2 separate regions of the Siniperca chuatsi genome follow, and region 2 is linked to region 1. A link is a contact called in public Hi-C data. All regions are on one chromosome and are shown on one strand. The core of a region is the stretch at or near the end of the contact, and the rest is flanking DNA. Distances in the headings are between cores, read along the strand shown.

Region 1 (4,407 bases), core at 1,005-3,504:
AAGATAGTGTCCTCGAGATAGAGGCCTCCCACAGCCAACAATACATGCTCCGTACATGTTGGGAATGCCAGGAATTCTGCTGAGAACAGTGGTGCACAGCACCCAATGGTGCCTTGGCCCAGAGCTTACTTGCTTGCTTGAGGAGGTATAGTTTGGGGTTTGTGTCTGTGCATGTGTGCAAAGGGGCTTTGGCAGGATTCTCTTGGCTGAAATCTGAATATCTGTGAAGTCTAATGTCTAGAATCCAGGTCAAAGCAGAAAGCTGGTAGTGAGACTGAAAGCAACAAGGACCAAAGCCTCTTTAACAGCCAGGCTTTTCAGGAGGTCTAAAAAATCAATCCAGTTTGTTTCGGCCTTGTTGTTCACATACTTACTCCAGCTTCTCCAGCAAAGCCTCATCAAAAACAATGTGCTCAGAGGTGCAGACAAAAATGCTTACTCATCCAGAGAGCTCACGGAAAACAGACAATAACTCAATTCATTGGTCTTCATAGTGATCATAACAAGAACCAGCAAAAAACCCCCCAGCTCTTCTAAAGAGTTAAGAAGCAACCAAACTCCTTCAAAGCTGCTCTTGTATTTCTCCTTGAAGCATTTTCTCCTTCCTCTTCTGTTTTGCAATTGGCCTCAGTTGGCTACTTGACAGTCTGGTCTTCAGTTTGTGAAGTTTCAGTCTGACTGTTGCTACAGCAACACTCGTGAATACAAGAGTGCAGAGGTGATGCCCAATGCATCTGCAGGGCATTATTAAGTGTTGTACCAAATGAAGTTTAAGGGTAGGGATCGAAACATATCCAGATGTTAGTATGAGAGTGCCAAGGGCCAGCATGGAGCCTCAGATTATATAAACAATGTTAGGCTGCCATTTTAGACTTAATCTGGATAATTTAAGGGTTTGTGTCTATACACTGTCTCCTTTATTGAACATAATTTGTATGGAGATAGTGGCTATCTTTCTTTAAGTTTATTATTCTGTAATTTGTTCCAGGGCTGTTTTGTTTCTAGCCTACAGCTTGTCTGGAAGACCAACATTTCAAATTGAAACTGTTTCAGAGTCAGAGATTTGCAGTACATTTTTTATCATAAGTGTTTACCCGTCCTCCCCCAAAAGGCCTTTATGATGGAGCTGACAGCGCACCAGAGCAGTGTGGGTAATGTTCTCCAAGCGGGTAACCAACTGATTGCCCAGGGCAACCTGACAGAGGAGGAAGAAGATGAAATCCGGGAGCAGATGAGCCTCCTCAACTCCCGCTGGGAGAGCCTCCGAGTGGCCAGCATGGACCGCCAGGCCAGGTAGATACACATACATATACACCTGGTTTAGTTCTGTAGAGGTATTGCAGTATCTTTTGCTGTTGTTTATTTGCGAATGGCAAATATCAGATGATTTTAGTTTATATGTCGGAAACTAGTGGAATGATAATTTTTTAAAAAGACAAATAAGGCTTAAAACTAGTAACAGTGTAGTGTGCAGTGCCATCACATCATGAGCCACAAATTGTCCAGTGGAGGTCATTTTTCTCTCAGTGTCACTGTTGACCTCAGATCTTTATGAGTTTTTCCTGTGAAGAATGCACAAGGCTACAAGCTGTGTGAAGGTGACACCTGATATGCCTTGAGCCCTCCAAGGCCTAACAAGTCTGATGCTCAATCTGTGTTATCAAGGTTTATGATGCTTTAGACACATACACACATACACAAACACACACACACATATATATATCAACACAGTTGTTCATAAATCGTATTCATGATGTCTGCCAGAGCATTTGTTGACCCTGATTTTAAAGTATATGTGCTTGCATGTGCCATGACTCATTGTCCGTGGAGTCTGAATAGAGAGTCGCTCATTCTAGTGTTTGTGCTACTGTGAGGCAGTTAAATAACCAGCTGAACAGGCAGTTTCACCTTAAGGTTTATTAAACTGATAGCTTTCATGTCCTTTCTACCTCTATACGCTCACCTCACTGTCTCTCTCTCTCTCTAGGCTCCATGAAGTCCTGATGGAGCTTCAGCAGCAGCAGCTACAGCAACTTTCTGATTGGCTGACGCAGACAGAGGAGCGAATCAGAAAGATAGAGACAGAAACTGCAGCTAAAGACGTGGAGATCTACAAAGAACAGATAGAGCAGCACAAAGTAAATTCAAATGTTTTATCTCGCAATGAATCTAGTCAATGAAGAGCGGGTAATTGATTTACCGTGGACAGGATCAAGTACAATATTAAAAAAATCTTGATCATCAAGTCTTGTGATCGCTCTGTTACATGTTTGATCCTGTCTTTTCATGCACTTTCCTCTCCATGGTGTCACCATAAAGCTGAGCAGTTCCTCTGCCAGCTCTGTTAATGGGTAATATGTGATCGTGCTGAATTCACTATTTGCGTTTCCATTCAGGAGCTTCAGAATGACCTGGAGGCGGAACAGGTGAAGGTCAATTCTCTAACACACATGGTCGTCGTGGTAGATGAGAACAGCGGTGAGAGTGCCACCGCTGCCTTGGAGGACCAACTACAAGTAAGTTGTCAGCCTGATAGTCTTTGTGAATTTGTTTAGCTAATATCCGTGGCCAGTTCATGCAATAACTCTGCTTTACATTCTGTTTCTGAGATCATCCATGTTTGTATTAATGTTTGTCTTTATCCTGCATTCAAGTCTTTGGGTGAGCGCTGGGCGGCTGTGTGTCGCTGGACTGAGGAGAGGTGGCACAAGCTGCAGGAAGTCTTCATGGTGTGGCAACAGCTTCTATCGGACCAGGTAGGACATTTAGCATGCTCTCCCCCTTACACATACAGGACCATACATGTGCACTGTCTTCCTTCCCTTCTTCTAATTAAATAATCAATTATAATGGACCACTTGAACACTTTCTCCTCATCTATTCCTCATCCATTGAGCTATATTGAGATGACCAAAAAACCTCAGTGTCATTTAAATCTTCAAAACAGCTCAGTTTTGCAAGTGAATGCCATTGTTTAGTGCTCAGTCCTTCACTCCGTGAAGTTAACTTAAATCCTTCAGTTCACAGTGAATCTTTCAGTCTCTCAGATCCATTATTTTTAATTTAACAGAAACTTTTACATCAAAACTTTATGTTCTTCATCCTGCAATTCTCATGTAACCCAGAACACACTGTTGTTTGAGTTGGAAATGTGTCTGACTTTGAATTTAGGTATTGACCTGGTTGCTGAAATCAGAACTCAAAACGTTTTACACATGTTAACGAGGCTCACATCAAGACTCTGTTTGTATTGTTTGCTAAGTAATTTAAATTTATGCTTTTTTTCTGTAGAGTTTGTTTAGAGAGTGGTTGGCAGAAAAAGAGGAGGCCTTGAGTGAAGTACAGACCAGCAACTTTAAGGACCCAAGTGAAATGAATACTAATGTGCGCCGATTAGCAGTAAGTAGTCTGCCAAGTCTTTGTAGTTGGCATGCTGTCACAGCAGATACTTTAACATCTAACTAACTTTAATTTGTGAACTTTTCTAATGAGGCTTCCATCTTTAGTGTAGCCTTTGATTTTTTTTTTGTTGTCATTCAATCCTTTAGATTTTAAAAGAAGACATGGAAAAGAAGAGGAGGACTCTCGACCAGCTGTCTGATGCAGGACAGGATGTGATATCGCTACTGCGGAGCCCCGAGGCGGGAGCCAAGATTGAGGCAGACACAGAGGAGCTGGCACATAGATGGGACAACCTGGTGCAGAAGCTGGAGGATTGCTCCTTCCAGGTGTGTGTGTGTGTGTGTTTTTGCCCATTCTTTGCATGCAACTTTGTCTTGAGACGTTGCTGTGGCAAAAAGCACATGGCTGCTTAGCCAGAAAAATCCAGCAGGTGCTACAGTTAAACATGCAGTGGTCAGTGTTGGGGAAGCCCTTTTTAAAAGTTTACCTTTCCAGCTGACCACTGTACTTGGAACACCTTGGAAGAAGATAAAGTACAAAAAGCTCCCCTGAAAAAGATACTTCAACTATAGTTACTTACAAAAAATAGCTCAACCTACTTTGTAAAGAAAGACTGCTGCACCAGCCGGATGACTGGATCTTGCGATGAAGGACAAAAAGGGAAGGAGGTTCATTGAAGACATGGGGAAAATGATAACATAAAAATCATCCTGCCTCTCTATTATATCCAAAGCAGTAATTTAAGTTAGGTTACGTGACATGAATAATAAATTACAAAAACCAGTGTTTTGGATGTAAAATCTTTGATTTTGAGTGCAAAATGCAATTTCTGTTTAAAATGACAGTGAAGTGTATGGGATAATTTTAATGTCACACTGCAATGTTAATGTGTATGAAGGCTAGTAGGGTACAAACAACTATATTTTTATCTGTAGTTTTAAATGAAAATGCCTTGGTCGCAACTTGTTTGGTTGTGACTTGGTGAGTGTGGTTGATTATGTCCCA
Region 2 (4,407 bases), core at 1,343-3,842, 35 kb before region 1:
CTAATGTAAGGCACCCAAGGACAGCGTAAATTGCCCTTCTTCATAACATTTCTTAGTTTTTCTAATTAGTTTGTTTTCAATTAATACAACGTTTTTGTACTATTAATATGTTGGAAAGCTAATTGGGCAAGATGGGCAGCAATGTAGTATTGATGGTACAATAATGCTGACTAATAAAGTACTCCAGGTAAGTGTGATCTGGGCCTATCTTTTAGGAGTATTTGCACCATTGGGGCAGAAGAGGGCACTCTAAGCCCTTCTTGTAGTCTCTGTGCTGGAGTCTAACACATGCAGACTGAAGGCCTACACATTCTCATCCCTATAATTTCACTTCAAGGGCGATGCCTTGGACTCATGGATACCCAGTCATCTGCATCTGCCACAGGAAACACTTCACTGAAAATAGCTGTAACTCTTCTAAAGTAGTATTCACAAGTTTGTTGCACATGGGTCCAAGACGTTCTCTATAGGTCTTTTGCACTGCAGTGTTCACAAACACATGAATGTAAACATGTGTACACTAGGACATTCCTACCTGTCTCCTTGCTCCCTTTATACTCACTACCAAATAAATATGCTGTCACTTGATAGGTGATTGAGGCCTAAGCGAGCACTAATTTGTGAAATTGAGCTGCTTCTTTGAGCTGTGTGAGGAAGCAGCCACAAAAGGGCCCTGACAACTGAGAAGAGGGAGGGAGAAGAATGAGGGTTTACAATGGAAGATCAACATCTCTACATCCCCAAAGCCTCAGAGACTCTTTCCAATGGGGCTTAATCTATTATTCAGTCGCCTCAGGTACTGGAAAAGTTGTTGCTTTTCAGGCCAACACATCACTCAGAATAATAAAATGAAAAACCTGACACAAGAGGTGGTGGAAGGGTTTGTGGTTGTGATTATTGCTGTTATTATTATTACCATGGTAATTTAAATTGTTGCTGTTATTTTTTACATTGTACTTACCTCCTTTTTAAATGTATTTTCACAGTTAAACTGTCAAATGGTCTGCTCTTTTGTGTTTTTGTTTGCAGTATGCAGGGTGCTATATAAATAAAGTTTATTATTGAATGAAATTTTTATGTTTTGGATACATTAATTCTAAAATAATGGAAATGAAATAGAGGGGATTTATAGCAATTATTTATTATCCATGACTGGTTTTCAGAGTACTAAAAGAAAAGTGAATTGACTAGATTTTAGATTAAACTAGAATACATTATATACTGAACCTATCTTGAGGTTCCCCAGATTTGTCCAACAATTTCCGGGAGTTTGTTACGGGCAGGGGGGGGGGGCAACAAAATGATAAATAGTCAGTAGTGGAATGCAACTAAGTATATTTACTCAAGAACTGTCCCATACACTTTTGAGGTACTTATACTTCAGTATTTCCATTTCTTGCCACCTTATACTTCTAGTTCACCACATTTTATATGGAAATATTGTAGACTATGTTTACATTTATCTGACAATACTTACTAGTTACTTTGCAGAATAATAATTTAAATAAAAACACTTGATCAGTCAATAAAATCATGAATTGTTATAGAATAAACTACCCAACAGTATATAAAGTAGTTCAAATGAACTCTACCTTGACCTACCACAGCATTTGAATGCTGCTTACATGTTAATACATTAGTAACAATCCAATAATAAATATAAAAAAATACTGATATAGTACATGTTTGATGCTTTAACTACATTTTACTGACAATACCTGTGTACTTAAGTAAGATTTCTGATGTAGGACTTTTACTCGTTATGAAGACCTTTTATTTTATTTACTGTGATATTTCTACTTTTACTTGAGTAAAGGATGTGAATACTTATTTTCACCACTGTAACAGTTTTCAACACTATTGAATAAAATAATGTTGCATTACACATTTATTACAATCAAACAAATAAAAGGATGAAATGGCTTTGTGTAAATTGTCAATTTATGGTGCATTTACGTGGAAAAGTTTCGAAGACCCTTGGCCTAATAAACATTCCAGTTATTTTTCCACAATTAAAGTTTCTTGCACAGCTTTGTGTTTTATGGTGGGAGTCACCGGTGCCGTTGGTGTCACGTGACGCCCACCGCGCCATGTTTCCATCTCCGCGTCAGGAAAACTTTTACAGCCAGAGGGAAAAGCTCAAGACCACCGTCAAGTCACCCAGAGTGAACACTGTGATTCCGGTCAAAACCTTCAAAATAAATTCGATGGAGGCGATATTTATGAGTAGCTTCCCAAAATGATGACTGAAGCGGGAATCATTAGCAAATGTCAATTTTACTGATCTTCCACTCATTATTCATATATTAAAAGTGATTCATAAAATTCATAAATGTAATATGTGGTGTGGCAGAGTACTTGCTTAAATTGGAAACCCTAATGTAAACCAATCATTACATTACCAAGATGATAAATTATTCCAAAGTTGCTCTTTTATCAGTAAAGGCAACGGGAGCTACTGCAATTGGCAGTTGGTATGTTATGATTTCCCAGTGATTGCCATGATTGCGCCGTCTTTAAACCCTTTTACTTTGAAGGATCTATTCTCGCATTTCCGTTATGTTTAGCTAACTCTGTTGAGTTTAACATCGGTTAAAGCAGCACAGAGAAAGAGTCAAGTAAGCAACAGGAACAAAGTTGTGGGACCCGAGTCCACACTATTGCGGCGTTCACCCAAGAAATGTAATAACCATCTCTCCGTTTCCAAGAGACAGCCTGCCGTGTGTTTTCAAGACTGCGGTAGTTGTGCTTTGCTTTGCGTTGCAAAAAGGCGTCTCTTAAAGGTCTTTTTTTTGGCACATTGTGGAGACTGGATGCGCTTGACGAGGGTTTTCCTTAGTTAGCTAGTTAGTTAAGAAGAGTGCCTCGTTCCTCGTAGAAAATGCCTTAAATTAATTGGATTGATGTACTTTTTAAAAAACTTTACTCAACTTTTCAATACATTTGACTGCATTTGATAATCCATACTCTACACGTTTTGGACTTGTTTTGAGGGAGCACGTCTCCTGACTCCTTGGTGACAGCAGAGGTGAGTGATTTGGATCTATGAAATGCCTCGGACCTGTAACGTTAACAACGGTAACTGTGAAATTCAAAGTCAGACGTTGGGTGTAAAGTAACTGTTGAAATAAATAAGACATAATTAAGACACCAAACAGTCACTGTTTTTACTTAACCTGAAGTCTTGTATGTAGCTCGCTGTTGGTGTACATTGCAATCCGTTTTGAAATTGTTTGATGAAAAGCCAGCAAGCTCTAAACACCGCAGTCATACCTAAGAGATAAAACATTAACTACTTCAAGGCCACCATATATTTACAGTTTAAAAGTCTCTTTATGTCTTTTGTAGCAGTATAATTGTGTTTTTTCTCACCAGCAAGGCGGTAATCTCGTCAGATTAAAACAATATAGGAGTACTTTAAATTTTATTGGGCATTGACACTCTGCTCTTGTTCAAATCATCCAGAAAGTCCTGGACCACACTTATGCCTGTTGAAATTTAGAGTTCAGATTAAACTAGTTGATTGTATCCCTTCTGTTGTCAAAACTACTCCTCTCACAGTGAGAGGAACCGAAATTGTAAAGACATAAGCAAGATAGATAGGGCTGTCTTTTTCTTGTGTTTACAGTTGTTATTTTTGGGTCTTGCATCATCCCTCAAGAACTGCAACTCACCAAGCACTGCTCTATAAAACTGCACATAAACTCCTTTCATGGTAAAAGCAAGCTATTTTGGGAGTGAACATGGATGAGTGTTTAATGAAGGGATGCCCTGAATTAAAACAGACCACAAACATTAACCCTAAACTAAAAAGCTGGTCTTGAAAGCTACAACAAGGCACAGATAAATAACCTGCAAAGATGAAGCACCAACTGACCTATTCACTAGGTCAAGTTGAACATTTTGGAGATTGTGACAGATGGTGTTACATTTTTGGAGCTACTCAAAGTTGAGCACACATCACAGCATCCTTTGTGAAACTGAAAAACTACAAATGCAAAACACAGTGCCATTTGCAAATATTAGCACATGACAAGACATTAAAAGTTCAGTGTAATATAACATTTCATTAACCCCCCTAGAGGAGACTCTCATCACTTACAGGGACTCATAGTCTAGAGTTAGCTGCTGAAAAACTACTGATCCTATGAAAAGCATCACTTGGTTGTATGATGATAAACCTTACCCACTGCATGCAGTCGTGCTCTGTCAGATACCTCTGAAATCGTTGTCAGGGTCTCAGATTAACTTGTTTGCCAGCAGCAAGCAACTAAATGAAAACCAACTCAACATAATTATAATGTGTATTTATCGAAGTCTCACTCCATAAACAGTGAAAAAGCTTTGTAATTCAGCATGACATTCAACAGAACTGAACATTAGAAGAAAGCATTAGATTTGACCGTG

Evidence for each region. A called contact is a pair of places that touch in the nucleus more often than the background predicts.
Region 2: a contact with region 1 is called in a Hi-C map of liver, with 4 times the contacts expected there. The contact joins the promoter of utrn here to the enhancer-like site in region 1. A contact is called at or near these places in 3 of 3 Hi-C or Micro-C datasets (liver, skeletal muscle and an unstated tissue).

What each region holds. Positions count from the first base shown.
Region 1 is chrLG16:16,772,783-16,777,189 of ASM2008510v1, reverse strand. It overlaps utrn (utrophin), which reads left to right. Exons shown (of 79, transcript XM_044169405.1): 11 at 1,112-1,293; 12 at 1,988-2,138; 13 at 2,397-2,516; 14 at 2,655-2,756; 15 at 3,292-3,399; 16 at 3,549-3,728. Among protein-coding and RNA genes, the nearest start is that of utrn, 35 kb to the left of the region's middle. Within about 2 kb of position 2,254, the one cell type or tissue checked has an H3K27ac peak away from gene starts, as active enhancers do. A contact at or near this core is called in liver, where this site is marked.
Region 2 is chrLG16:16,807,812-16,812,218 of ASM2008510v1, reverse strand. It overlaps utrn (utrophin), which reads left to right and starts at 2,592. Exons shown (of 79, transcript XM_044169405.1): 1 at 2,592-3,028. LOC122863183 (syntaxin-11-like) reads left to right here. Exons shown (of 3, transcript XM_044169406.1): 3 at 338-1,071.